Linked DNA regions of Manis pentadactyla: region 1 is linked to region 2. The links are chromatin contacts, called in public Hi-C maps. All regions are on one chromosome and are shown on one strand. Each heading gives the region's core, a stretch centred on a gene start, on an enhancer-like site or on the middle of the called end of the contact. The rest is flanking DNA. Distances are from core to core; before and after follow the strand shown.

Evidence for each region. Hi-C and Micro-C count contacts between places; a contact is called where the count stands out from the background.
Region 1: a contact with region 2 is called in a Hi-C map of skin fibroblasts, with 2.9 times the contacts expected there. The contact joins the promoter of RAB17 here to the promoter of KLHL30 in region 2. A contact is called at or near these places in 2 of 3 Hi-C or Micro-C datasets (fibroblasts and skin fibroblasts).

Annotation. Positions count from the first base shown.
Region 1 is chr6:3,115,104-3,120,998 of mManPen7.hap1, forward strand. RAB17 (RAB17, member RAS oncogene family) reads left to right here and starts at 3,608. Exons shown (of 6, transcript XM_036901091.2): 1 at 3,608-3,741.
Region 2 is chr6:2,698,761-2,703,831 of mManPen7.hap1, forward strand. KLHL30 (kelch like family member 30) reads right to left here and starts at 1,365. Exons shown (of 8, transcript XM_057503371.1): 1 at 1,212-1,365.

The DNA.
Region 1 (5,895 bases), core at 2,358-4,857, 420 kb after region 2:
GGGGCTTGTCCAGGTACTGTTAATGCAACATTTATTGTAGTGCTGGTGTGAATAATTCAATGTTTCTATTATTATCTAACTTTGTGATATTTTCTTTGACCGCCTCCATACCCAGTAAGCTCCCTGAAGGTATTTCTATGAGGGGGCCCTGGAGATCTCTGGCACAGTCTGGGGAAGGGTTTTGGCAATTTCTTAATGAAGGGGTTTTGAAATCTATGGTGCAAGAGAAATGATAGGCGACCTCCATTCTTCCTTTGTTGGTCAGACAGCTCCCGGGAGTCTGGTGTAGTTCTGGCAGTAAATTTAAGTGGGGCGTCGATAAAGTGTGCAGAGAGCAAGTCAGGGGGATTGGCAGAGCAGAGGACCCTCAGGGTTAGGAGGGCGCAGGATCAGGCCTGGCGCTGGGTCCCTAGTGCAGTGGGAGGGAGGACTTTCTCAGCATTGGCCCCTAAGTGGCCCAAAGAGCCCCACGGCAGGACACACTGTCAGAGAGCACCCAGGAGAGGGGCTGGTACCAGGTCAGGTGGTCCCCCCGCATGCATGTTCTGACCCCCTATTTCCAGGGCACGATGACAAGCATCTCACAAAAAACGCAGTTAGGCTCCAGTAAATTTGGGAAATGCTGGTTTAAATAAAGTTGAACAGATTGTACCACTGTAGGACTTCCTGGGGTCTTTTATTTGCAAATGTGCAGCGACTCTCCAAGTGGGGGTGGCAAGGAGGGGTCATTGCAAAACCATCTGGGCATAGAACCTGCATTCTGGAAACACCCCACACGGGTCTAGAATCACCGAGCCACATTGGGGAGCAGCACGCACAGGGTCTGCTCAACAGAATACTGGCCAGCTGCCCTTCCCTTCATGCGGCCGACAGCCGTGCAGGGCTAGTCCCTCGTCAGGGCCAGAACTGTGGGCTGCTCTGAGCACAGAGACGCAGAGCAGCCGACAGGAGATGCGGAGTGGACCCCAGGGGTGACAGCTCTCCACTTGGTTCAGGCCTGGCTGCCCTGGGGAGGTGAGAACATCCTGGAAGACCTGAACCTCAGGTATCTAGCAAACCCCGTCCTGCCCCAGACGGCCCCCCTCACATTTCCCCTTCAGTGCCCCGTGGGCTTCCCACCTTACCGTGTCCAGACTCCAGCTGGGGCCTTCCCAATCTCGGCTGATGGCAACTCCATCTGCCTGTGCTCAGGCCGAAACCCCAGGTCATCTGCGTCTCCACTCCTCTCACACCCCATATCGCATCCCTCAGGGAGTTCTCCCGGCACCACCCTCAGAGAGCATCCTGATCCGGACCACTCCTGAGCACTACTCCTTGGTCTACACCCAGGGTGTCTCTGGCCCGGGCGACGCAGGGCCTTCTGATGAGCCTGTCAGCACCCGCCTTGCTCCCCTCAAAGCTGCAGTGAGGCGACTCTGCGAATGCCAGTCAGACAACAACGTCCTCTGGTCAAAAGCTGTCCGGTTTCCCACCTCACTCAGACCCTCAGCTCACACCCCTCCCGCTTGTGATTTTCCCTGCAGCGCTGCTTCCGGGGCTCACGAGGCCCCCCCTCCCCGGGCTGCCAGGCACATCCTCTACCCCCTCCTGGGAGGAGCCGGCCCCGGCCCCTCCCCTCCTGTGCTGCCAGGTGAGCGCTGCCTGTGGCCTGCGCCCTCTGCCCCTGCGGGAGTGAGTAGGAACCCCGGGCGGCCGCCTGTCACCGGGAGTCCCCTGGGCTCCTCTGGGCAGGACTTGTCTTGACTGGTCTCTGCTCTGCCCAGCCTGGCAGGCAGCCAAGCCTCAACCTGATTGCTGAGCTGAGGAATGTAACCTGGTGTTCAGAAGTCCCTGATGGAATGTTCCGTTGAGATAAGAAAGGGTGAAGCTGTCCAGGCGAGGCAGGTGACCGTTCCTGCTTATCTCCAAGGCCTGAGGAGATAAGAATATCCCGGAAGATCTGTACCTCAGATACCTACCAAACTACGAGCTTGGTGTGATACTAGGAGTTGGGGCAGGGAAGCCCCAGGGGAAACGGGGGTGCCCCTGCCCTCCAGAAGTTCCCACAGGAGGGTCGTGGGGCATGTCTACTGAAGGGAGCTGCATGGACAGTTTGAGCCACGCCCGGGGTCTCCTTACCAGGAGCAAGGGGCTGCGGATCTGGGCGGGCAGCTGGCAGAAACCTCAGAAATGTGTATGCAGCAGGAGGTCAGGAATTAGCCAAGTGACCCAGGGGGGCAAATGGGTGGAAAGGAACCCCCCGCCTGGTTGCCTCAGGCTGGAAATCCCCCAGCACTGAAGGTGTTTGTTTGAGCAGGGACTGAATCAGTTGGCAGGGGGGTTACAGAGATTCCTCAGACGCTGGCTGGGGCTTGGACCAGATTAGCCCCAGGATCCCTTCTGGCTCCAAAATTCTATAATTTTGCATTAAGGGAAATATGTGCACATGAGTGTGCTTGCTTGCATATGGGTCGAATTAAGGGGCATGAGGGACATTGCCCCTGTTAATGCCAATTCAGAAAAGTTGATAAAGTGCCAAGGAAGAAAGTTAAAAGTTGGTGCAACCTATAAAGATAATATTGAGGTCAGGTAAGTAAATCGCTTACATTTTATTTCCACTGATTTCCGGCAACGATGAGCCTGGTGTGCACAGTCCCAGGTTCCTGTGGGTCTGTGCAGCAGGGCGGCTGTGCTCTGAGGCTCCATCCTCCCCCAGCGAGTTGGTGGGGGCCTCGGCCTGACTCCATGTGTCCCCGTGGGAACATGCCTCCAACTGGAACGTGAGTGCCCGGGGCTCTCTCCCAGTGGAGCTTTGTGGTGAGGTCTTAATGTAGAGGCCAGAGGTGAAAGGGAGGTCTGGGGCCATCTGGTCCAGACCCTCACTTGGAGGTGAGGAGACACAGGTGTCGAGAGGGGGAATGACTTGCTGAGGCCCCGGCGGGAGGATCCTGCCCGTTACAGGTTATGGGCTGTGCAGGTAACCCTAAGACCAGAGAAGTGGCGAGCCCCCCCAGGCCCTCCCTACTGTCTGGCTTCTAGACTCTCACAGTGCCTCTGGGCCTTGCAAGGTGGGAGGAGGTCCTGTTGTCTGGGGTCAGCTGGGTTCCTTGCCATCCAGCAGCAGTGTGCTGAGGGGCAGCTTTTGCTTTGTCACCTGGGTGGGCGTGGTCTCCCTGTGTGCACTTTGGTTCAGACATTGGTGTAAGCAGGATTCTAGGTGGTTCCCAAGACTCTCGGCTCCTAGTGTCTGCACCTGGTATAATCCCCTCCCCTTGCGTGTGCCCAGGGATGTAGATCTGACAGATGTCACTCCCGAGATGAGGCTGTGTGACGGCAAAGGTGAAGGGGGTTTGCTGATGTAACAAAGGTCCCTCCCTCCTCAGCTGACTTTGAGTTAATGCAAAGGGAGATTGTGCCTGGGGGCCTGACCTAATCAGGCGAGCCAATTAAAAGAGGGTCTAGAATCAGAGACTCTCCTGCTGGCCTTGACAAAGCAACCTGCCCCGTGAGAGAGGGCTGTCAGGGGCCACGTGACAGGAACAGCAGGTGGCCTCTAGGAGCTGGGCGCAGATCTGGCGGCCGGCAGGGAAATGGAGCCTCAGTCCTACAGCAGCAAGGAGCTAACTGCCCACAGCCACGGCGAGCTCAGAGAGGACCTCGGGCTCCGGGAAGGACAGCGCCTTGACAGCAGCCTTGTGAGACCCTGAGTGGAGGACCCCGTGAGCTGTGCCCAGACCCCTGACCCACAGAAACTGTGAAATAGTAAGTGTGTGTTGTGAGCCTGTCTGTGGCAGCTTGTTACACGCCTGCTGATCAGTGTGCACTCGGGGGCTGACGGAGGTGTGGTGTTGAGCACCATGACTCTTGGGCTCTTTCCTCTGTCCATCCCTGAGCTCTCTGGGGCCACAAGTCACAGGATTCTTAGTGGAGTTTTATTTCGTATTAATAAAAGAGAACTTCCCCACGAGCCCTCCTCTACCGGAAAACTGAGGCGGAGATGCTCAACTTTAGTGCAGTCCAGTGGCTTGTCTCCTGCAGTAATGTAAGGAGTCAGGGGAAACGCCTGGCCTCTTGGACGCCTTTTTCCTGCATCTGCTCCTCTCCGAGGTGGATGCTGGTGACCCAGGAGTGTGGCCAGTGGCCTCAGGGCAGTGGGGTAGGGGATGTATGGGACATTTGGGACAGGATGAGGGCTTTTCTAGGGGTTTCCACCTTCCCCTCGGGCATATCTGGAGGTGCTGGCCTCAGGGTTCCTGGGCTCCTCAGAGATCACCTCAGTCTTTGCAAGCCCCCTCACCCTTGAGACCTGGCGGGAAAGGCATGTGTGTGGCTGTAAGCATGTGACCCCAAGTCCCCATTCTTTTCCCAGTCCCTTCCTCTGCCCTCCATTTGGGTCCCTCCTTAACATAATCTATGGGAGCTTAATGGACCCCAAAAATCTTTCCTGTGGACAGGACCTGGCTTTCAAACCTATTTTCTGACTGCAGGTGAAAACTCCCATTTTGGATGTAAGACTGGTTATTAACTATTTTGTCTCTTTGCTTTCCTGCCATAAAATGGTATTTACAACTCCCTGCCATTTTGTGCCTTTCTGCTGCACAACCTGCAGAAAGGTTGATGCTTCTAAATAACGAGGAGAAGCCCACCCATGTTAAAAGAGAAAAGCATGTTCGTCTGTTTCATGCTTGGACCCTCCACCCTCGGGGTCACAGGCAGAGCAGCACGCACTGTCACTCAGACCTGTGGTCCCTGGCCTGGGGCGGGTGGGGGATGGGGGCGCCATTCAAGAGGGGAGAGGGGTTCTGGGTCTGCACAGTGACGGAGTGACCCCGGCAGCATCCCGGGAGGCAGCCACACTCCAGAGGAGATCATGGCGAGGAGGAAGGATCCACCTGCCCCAGGGGAGGTGTGGGTGAAGCAGAGTCCCTGAGGGAACCTATGCAGAATGCCATCTAGCATAAGACCCCAGCACCCCACGGGGTGTGGGGGGACCAGGGAGATATCTCCCAGCAGCAGGGGGGATGAGAGTGCCTTCCCTCTGTCACGCTCCTGGACCCCCACTCCCGTGCAGGCGCTGCTGGGATGGAGGGTGACAAAGCTGGAGGAGGGCACTGGGGGATGCAGCCTCCGGTGGCATCCTGCTGGGCTCCAGACATCTGACCAGGACCAGCCGCTCCTGCTGGCCTCCGGCTCCAGGCAGAGGGCCCTGGGAGAGCTGGCCCCCAGCTGTTATGGCTTCCTTCTCTCCTGGGCTGCTGGTTTCAAGTGCAACAAATATCCACTCAGAAATGAGGAAGGAGCCGAGGGAGACATTGAAATGGGACCCATAACAAAGCTGAGAACCTCGGCAGGCGGGCAACACCGGGGCAGGAGCGCGTGACTTCCACGGGTGCTCAGGTAGTGCTGCTCTGTGGGCCAGCCTCCCGCCCTGCCCCTGCCCCAGGTGACCTCATGCCTGCGGTGGACCTTGCCCGGGAGCCTCCCAGGAAGCAGGAGGCTGGGGGCTGGGCACTGCCTTGGCCGGGGCTGCTGCTTCTGTGTGAGCAGGCCTCCGCCAGTCCCTGTAGGGCCACCACCTGCGCAGGGAGGCAGACCTTGCCTCAGGCCAGGAGGGAGGAAGGGGACAGACGAGGGGCCCTGCAGGACCCGGGTGGCAGGTGGTCAGACTGCCTGCGGAACAGGTGAGTCATTGCTTAAACCTCTGTGCCCTGCGCAGAATGTCTGTGCGAGTGTGCGCCTTTATCAGGGTCTGTTTGTTCTTGTGCACATGTTTATATCTCAGAGTCTGTGTTTGTTTCTGAGTGTCTGTGTGTGTTTGTGTGTTTCTGTGTGTGTTCGTGTCTGTCTGTGTGTGTATGCGTGTGTTTGTATCTAAGTGTGTCTGTGTGTATCCATGTGTTTGTGTCTGTGTGTGAG
Region 2 (5,071 bases), core at 115-2,614:
CTGGCAGAGAAAGGGCCTAAGTGACCATGCTGACACAGGGGTCCCCACGAGCCAGGCCATGCCCTGAGGGTTGCACATCACATGCATCCACCACTCAGCTGGGACGACAGCCCTGCGAGGTGGGTGCTACCAGGGTCGCCTTTACAGATGGGCACGCGGGGGCACAAAAGGCTGAAGTCGCCTGTGCAAGATCACCAGGCCAGCAGGTGGGGAAGCCAGGCTGGGGGGCCCCTGCTGAGCCCCAGGTTAACGTCTCCAGGGGTAGCTTGGTAAAGAGCGCCTCCCCACCACCACAAAGGAAAACTCCCTGACAGCAATTTTGCCTCCCAGTGTTCATCTCGCTTGATTGTGGGCCTATTTAATTATGTGCATATTTATTTCTGTACTTGTGATATTTTACCCTAAGAAAACCGCCCCAACAGATCTAGGTCTGCGCAGACGCGGAGTTGCCCGTCTGGCCACCAGGGGGCGCCGTCCAGGCCATCGAAGGGGCTGCGCGGCCCCGGAGACGGGTTGGGCGCAACAGGCAGGATGAACATGGCAAAGCCCGTCAAGAGAGTCAGTGAGCTGGGGGTGCCGCCGGAGGGCGGGGCCCGCGGAGCCGTGACGGCCGTGTGGCCCTGCGCGGCCCCGCCGGGTCGGGAAGTGCACAGGGAACCCGCCGCGGGACCTGCCTGGGCCCATCGGCCGCCGTCCCCCCTGCCCGGCCACCACCCCGGGCCTCGCATTCCCAGCACGGCTGTGCCCCCTTTGGCAGGACAGGGCCGGCAGGGGGCGCGCCCAGCCACCTGCCCGCGGGGCCTCAGCGGGGGCCGCGGACACCGGCCGCCCGAGGGTCCACCGGGAGGGGGCTGCTGGGGAGTCTCAGGCCTCAGCCCCGTGCCCGCCGTGGCCACGAGTTTGGAGGGCTGAGTGGACAGGTCAGCTCGGCCGGTGACTGGACGCTGTGGCCCTGGCTGTGCCCAGAGGGTGGGTCCAGCCCCACACCCGCCCGCCTCTCCCGGGCGCGGAGGGAAGGGTGCCCGCTGAGCCTCCACCCGCTCCAGAGGGCTGGGCTTGACCAGGGCTGGGGGCTCTCTCCGAATCACCCAGGGCTGCGGCCTCCAAGCCTGGGGCGCTGTCCCACCGCAACCCACCTCCCGCACCCCTTCCCTGCCCAGGCCCCACCTCCCCTCCCTGTCAGCGCTGCTCTAGAGCCCCCGGGGCCCTACCTGTGGGCCCCTGGGCCTCCTCTCTGAGAACTCGGCGGAACAGGACAGCTTGGCCAGGGCCGCAGGGAAGGCCTTCTAGGCTGGGCTGGGCAGCCACGTGGGGACAAGGGTATTTTTAGCCTCTGTCTGTGCTGGTGGGAGGGCGGGAGGGGAGGTGGGCCAGTGGGGGAAGGGGAGAGGTGGTGGCTCCTCCCTGAAAGCCCACACCGGCCACCCCCCATCCGGAAGCCAGCCTCCTCCTGGACGGCATTCCAGGGCGGCCCAGGCAGGGCGCGGCCCCTCCCCGTGGCACCGGGCTGACTGGGGTGGGGTGCAGCCCACCCCTCCTGTTTCCTCAGGGGCCAGAGGCGGGCAGTGGGCCTGTGCTGGGGCCTCAGGAGGGCATGCCGAGGCCCCAGCTCTGGGCTCCACATACGTTGGCTTATCCGTGGTTACTGACGACCCATGGGACCTCCTGTTGTGTCAAGCAGGAACACTGACTGGAGTGAGAAAGTGCCATTCGGTCAGCAGGGCTTTCAAAACGTGGGGCCCGTGGTGGTGCGGAAGTCCTTGGTGGTTAAGGGGGTGCCCAGAGAGGTGAGGAGGCCTCTGCGAGCGCCCCACCAGCCAGGTGATGGGGACAGGGGACCCTGAGGCTCCAACACCCCCATCGTGGCCTTGGCCTCCGGCTGCCCTGGTGTCTTCATTAGCTGTAGAGCCAAAGGCAGCTAAGAAATGGGGACATCTAAAAATAAGGCAGCAGCCGGCCTCTCCTCCGGCTCCGGGTTCCAGGTGGTTCCAGGGGGCTCCCTCCTCTCTGGGTCTCGGTTGGGCTCTGGGCCTGGGGTGCTGAGGGGAGGTCGCTTACATTTCTCTTGCCAATGGTCGGAGCAAAGGCTTCCCAGCCGAGGGCCTGCAGGTCCGCAGGAGAGAAGCCCGCAGCCTGGGGTGGCCAGGTGGGCGCCTCCACCTGTCGGCCCCTCCCTCGTTCACCTACACGGGCCTTGCAAATCGTCTAGGTGTGCTGTGACGCAGGAGGGCCTCGGCGGCCGGCTCTGAGGGAGGCCTCCCAGTGCCCACTAGGGACTGGCCGCAGGGTGACAGCCCTTGCTTCTGGCAAAGTTAGGCCAGTCCCTGCTCTCCTGATGTGTGCAGCTGAGGACGTGGCCTACGCGAGGTACTGCCATGACTGATGAGTTAATTCCTGGGCTACAAGGTGCTTCCCAGCCCGGCTCACCTGCCTGATTCCCCCACACCCACCCTGGACAGCCCCTCCCTTCGCCTTGGGCATCAGTCCCACGTTGGTGAAGAGACCTTTAAGGGTGTCCCCAGGTCCCGCTGTGTCCAGGACTGTCCAGGGGAGGGCGCTGGAGGCAGAACAGAGGCAATGGACTTGCCTCCCTTTGCTGGCAGAACATGAAGGGTTAATGTGCTCCTGACTCAGGCTAGAGGAAATGAGGACAGGGGATTCTCATGACAGGCCACTGTCACCGGGAGCCCGCTTGGGCACAGCGCTGTGCGCCAAGAATGGAGGCCTTGCCTGGATGTGGGGATAGGAGCCCAGCACCTCGAATGACAGGTCAGTTTGGGAAACTCAATACCAGGGGCTCAAAACGGGATCCTCATCATCAGATTGCTATTGAGCAGAGCAGTTTTTAAAAATACGCTGTTTGGTGGTTGTTTTTTGTTGTTATGATAAAAATAACACATACTTGTTGTGGAACATTTGGGAAGCACAGAAAAATATAAAGCAGAAAATTTAGCCCGTACAGAGGCCATGCCTGTGAACACTCCCTGTGTCTTACCAGTCTCCACATTGGAAGGGCTGCTGGCTGTTTTGGGTCCTGTTTTATTACTTGATACTTATAGTGGCAGCATTTCTTACGTGATTTGTCTTTGAAAATGTGATTTCACATTTCCCCGTGATGGGGATGTCACAGTTTAAGAAGCTGGAAGTGACATCAGTCCCTTCTATTAATGGACATTCGGTTGTGTGCTGTTGGACTATGATAGCTGACACGGTGTCCCCTCTGCAATGCAGAGGGTGGCATCACCACAGCAAGGTGTGTGCCCACCTTCCAGCTCCACACACGGCCGCTGGTGGTCCAGCTCGGGGGAGTGGGACCCTTTCTCCAGCAGGAGGTAAGGCTGCCCTGACTCCCAGCCCGGCAGCTGCATGCGGGCCGGCCTGGCACAACCCGGCTCAGCCACCTCATCTCTTATCTCTGGGGTCTGTTTTGGGCACAGGGTGCCATCTAGTCATTCTTCCATTTCCCTGTCACCAGAACTCACTGATGCTCCCAGTGACATGACCGGTGGAACAGTTTTAAAAATACACTGTTTTAAAAATTCCCTGTTTCCCCAGGGACCTCCTGTGGCCCTTGATCTCAGGGCAGTTTCCTGGTGAAGTGTCTCCACTTTCTCTGTGCTGGCCTGTTTCTGTGGGTGACCATATTTAGGGTCAAAACCACCTTGTTTAATGGATGATGGCTCTGTAATTATGATATGTTTTCTGTTGTCTCCCTCCCTCCTCATGTGCCACCTGCAGGGCAGTGTGGTTCCGAGGGCCTGGCAACGGAGGCGGCAGGGGACGGGGGCGGGCAATGGACATCAGAGCCCCTGACACCTTCCAACACACCCCTCCTGAGGGCTCCCCGCTGCCAGCCTGTGACCAGCCCTTGCCCAGTTTCACTGGTCATGTTTGAGGGCAAAGAGCTGGGGCCTCGCTGACCAGGCAACAGTGTGTGAGATGCTCACAGGTGCCCGGAGTCGGTGGTGCCCTGCTCTTTAGAACCTGCTCCTTGAAACACGGGTCGGTGGCGCTGGCGTCCCAGGCAGAGACCCCTCTCATACGGGACCTCAGCCCACCCCACCGTGACCCTGGGAGCGGGCAGGTCGGCACTGCACCCCGTTTTGCCACTGAGGAGGCAGGGGCTCTGTGGGGTTGAGGATGCCGCCGCAGGTGTTTCGGTGGAGCTGAGATGAGGACTCGGGTCCCCACCGAGGGCTGGGACCCTCTCTGGGGTGGCAAGCACCACAGCAGAAGCCAGCCAGGAATGGGAGATGGGAGCTTTTATTTAGCAAACTCACACCCAGATCAGAGGGTCTGGAGCCCGGGCCACGCCTCCCCCTTCCCTGTCCTGGCCGCCCCACTCCCTGACACTTGGACTTCCTCTCCCCGAGAGCGCACCCCCCGTGGGACCCCAAGTCAGCCCGCTGGGAGGGCTCTGTGTTCCATGCAACAACTCGCCGGCGCCCTCCAAGCTCTGCAGTGGGGTGGGGACACTGCAGGGGACCCTGTCCCAAGGGGGGCCGGGCTGCAGGGAGGCAGCAGCCAGGGAAAGGTTCCTGAAACCCCCAACACACTGCCTGTCGAGGCCATCGCCCGGCCACAGGGCCCTCTCCCTAAAGCCCCCTGGAATCGGGGGCAGCCCTCGTCGGCCCCACATTCTCCTGGCTGCCAGGGATGTGCCCGGGGACAAGTCACATCCCACGGCGAGACGTTCGGGGTTTTGTCCAGCGACTGTTACGCCCTGCGGCCCTGGAGGCCCTCGGAGGGCACGTCCACCTTTCCTTTGTCCCTCGTGGAGAAGGGTGGGGGTGCCGTCCGGGGGACCACGGGGACTGGCTGTGTCTCACCGCCTCCCAGCTGCGCGTCCCCGCTCCTGCCGCGCAGTCCCCTCCAGGCCTGCCGCTCACCTCTGAGGGCGGGTGTCGGCGCCCCTGCCCAGAGCCCTCCTCAGCCGCTGCTTCTCTCGAAGAAGTTGCTGATGTCCCGGCTCTCAAGGGCCGCAGGGGGGGCCCTCCGCTGCCTCGGGCTGTGCGCCTGGGAGGGCCTGGTCAGCTGGAGACAGGAGCCCCCCGGGAGCCTGCCTTTTGGG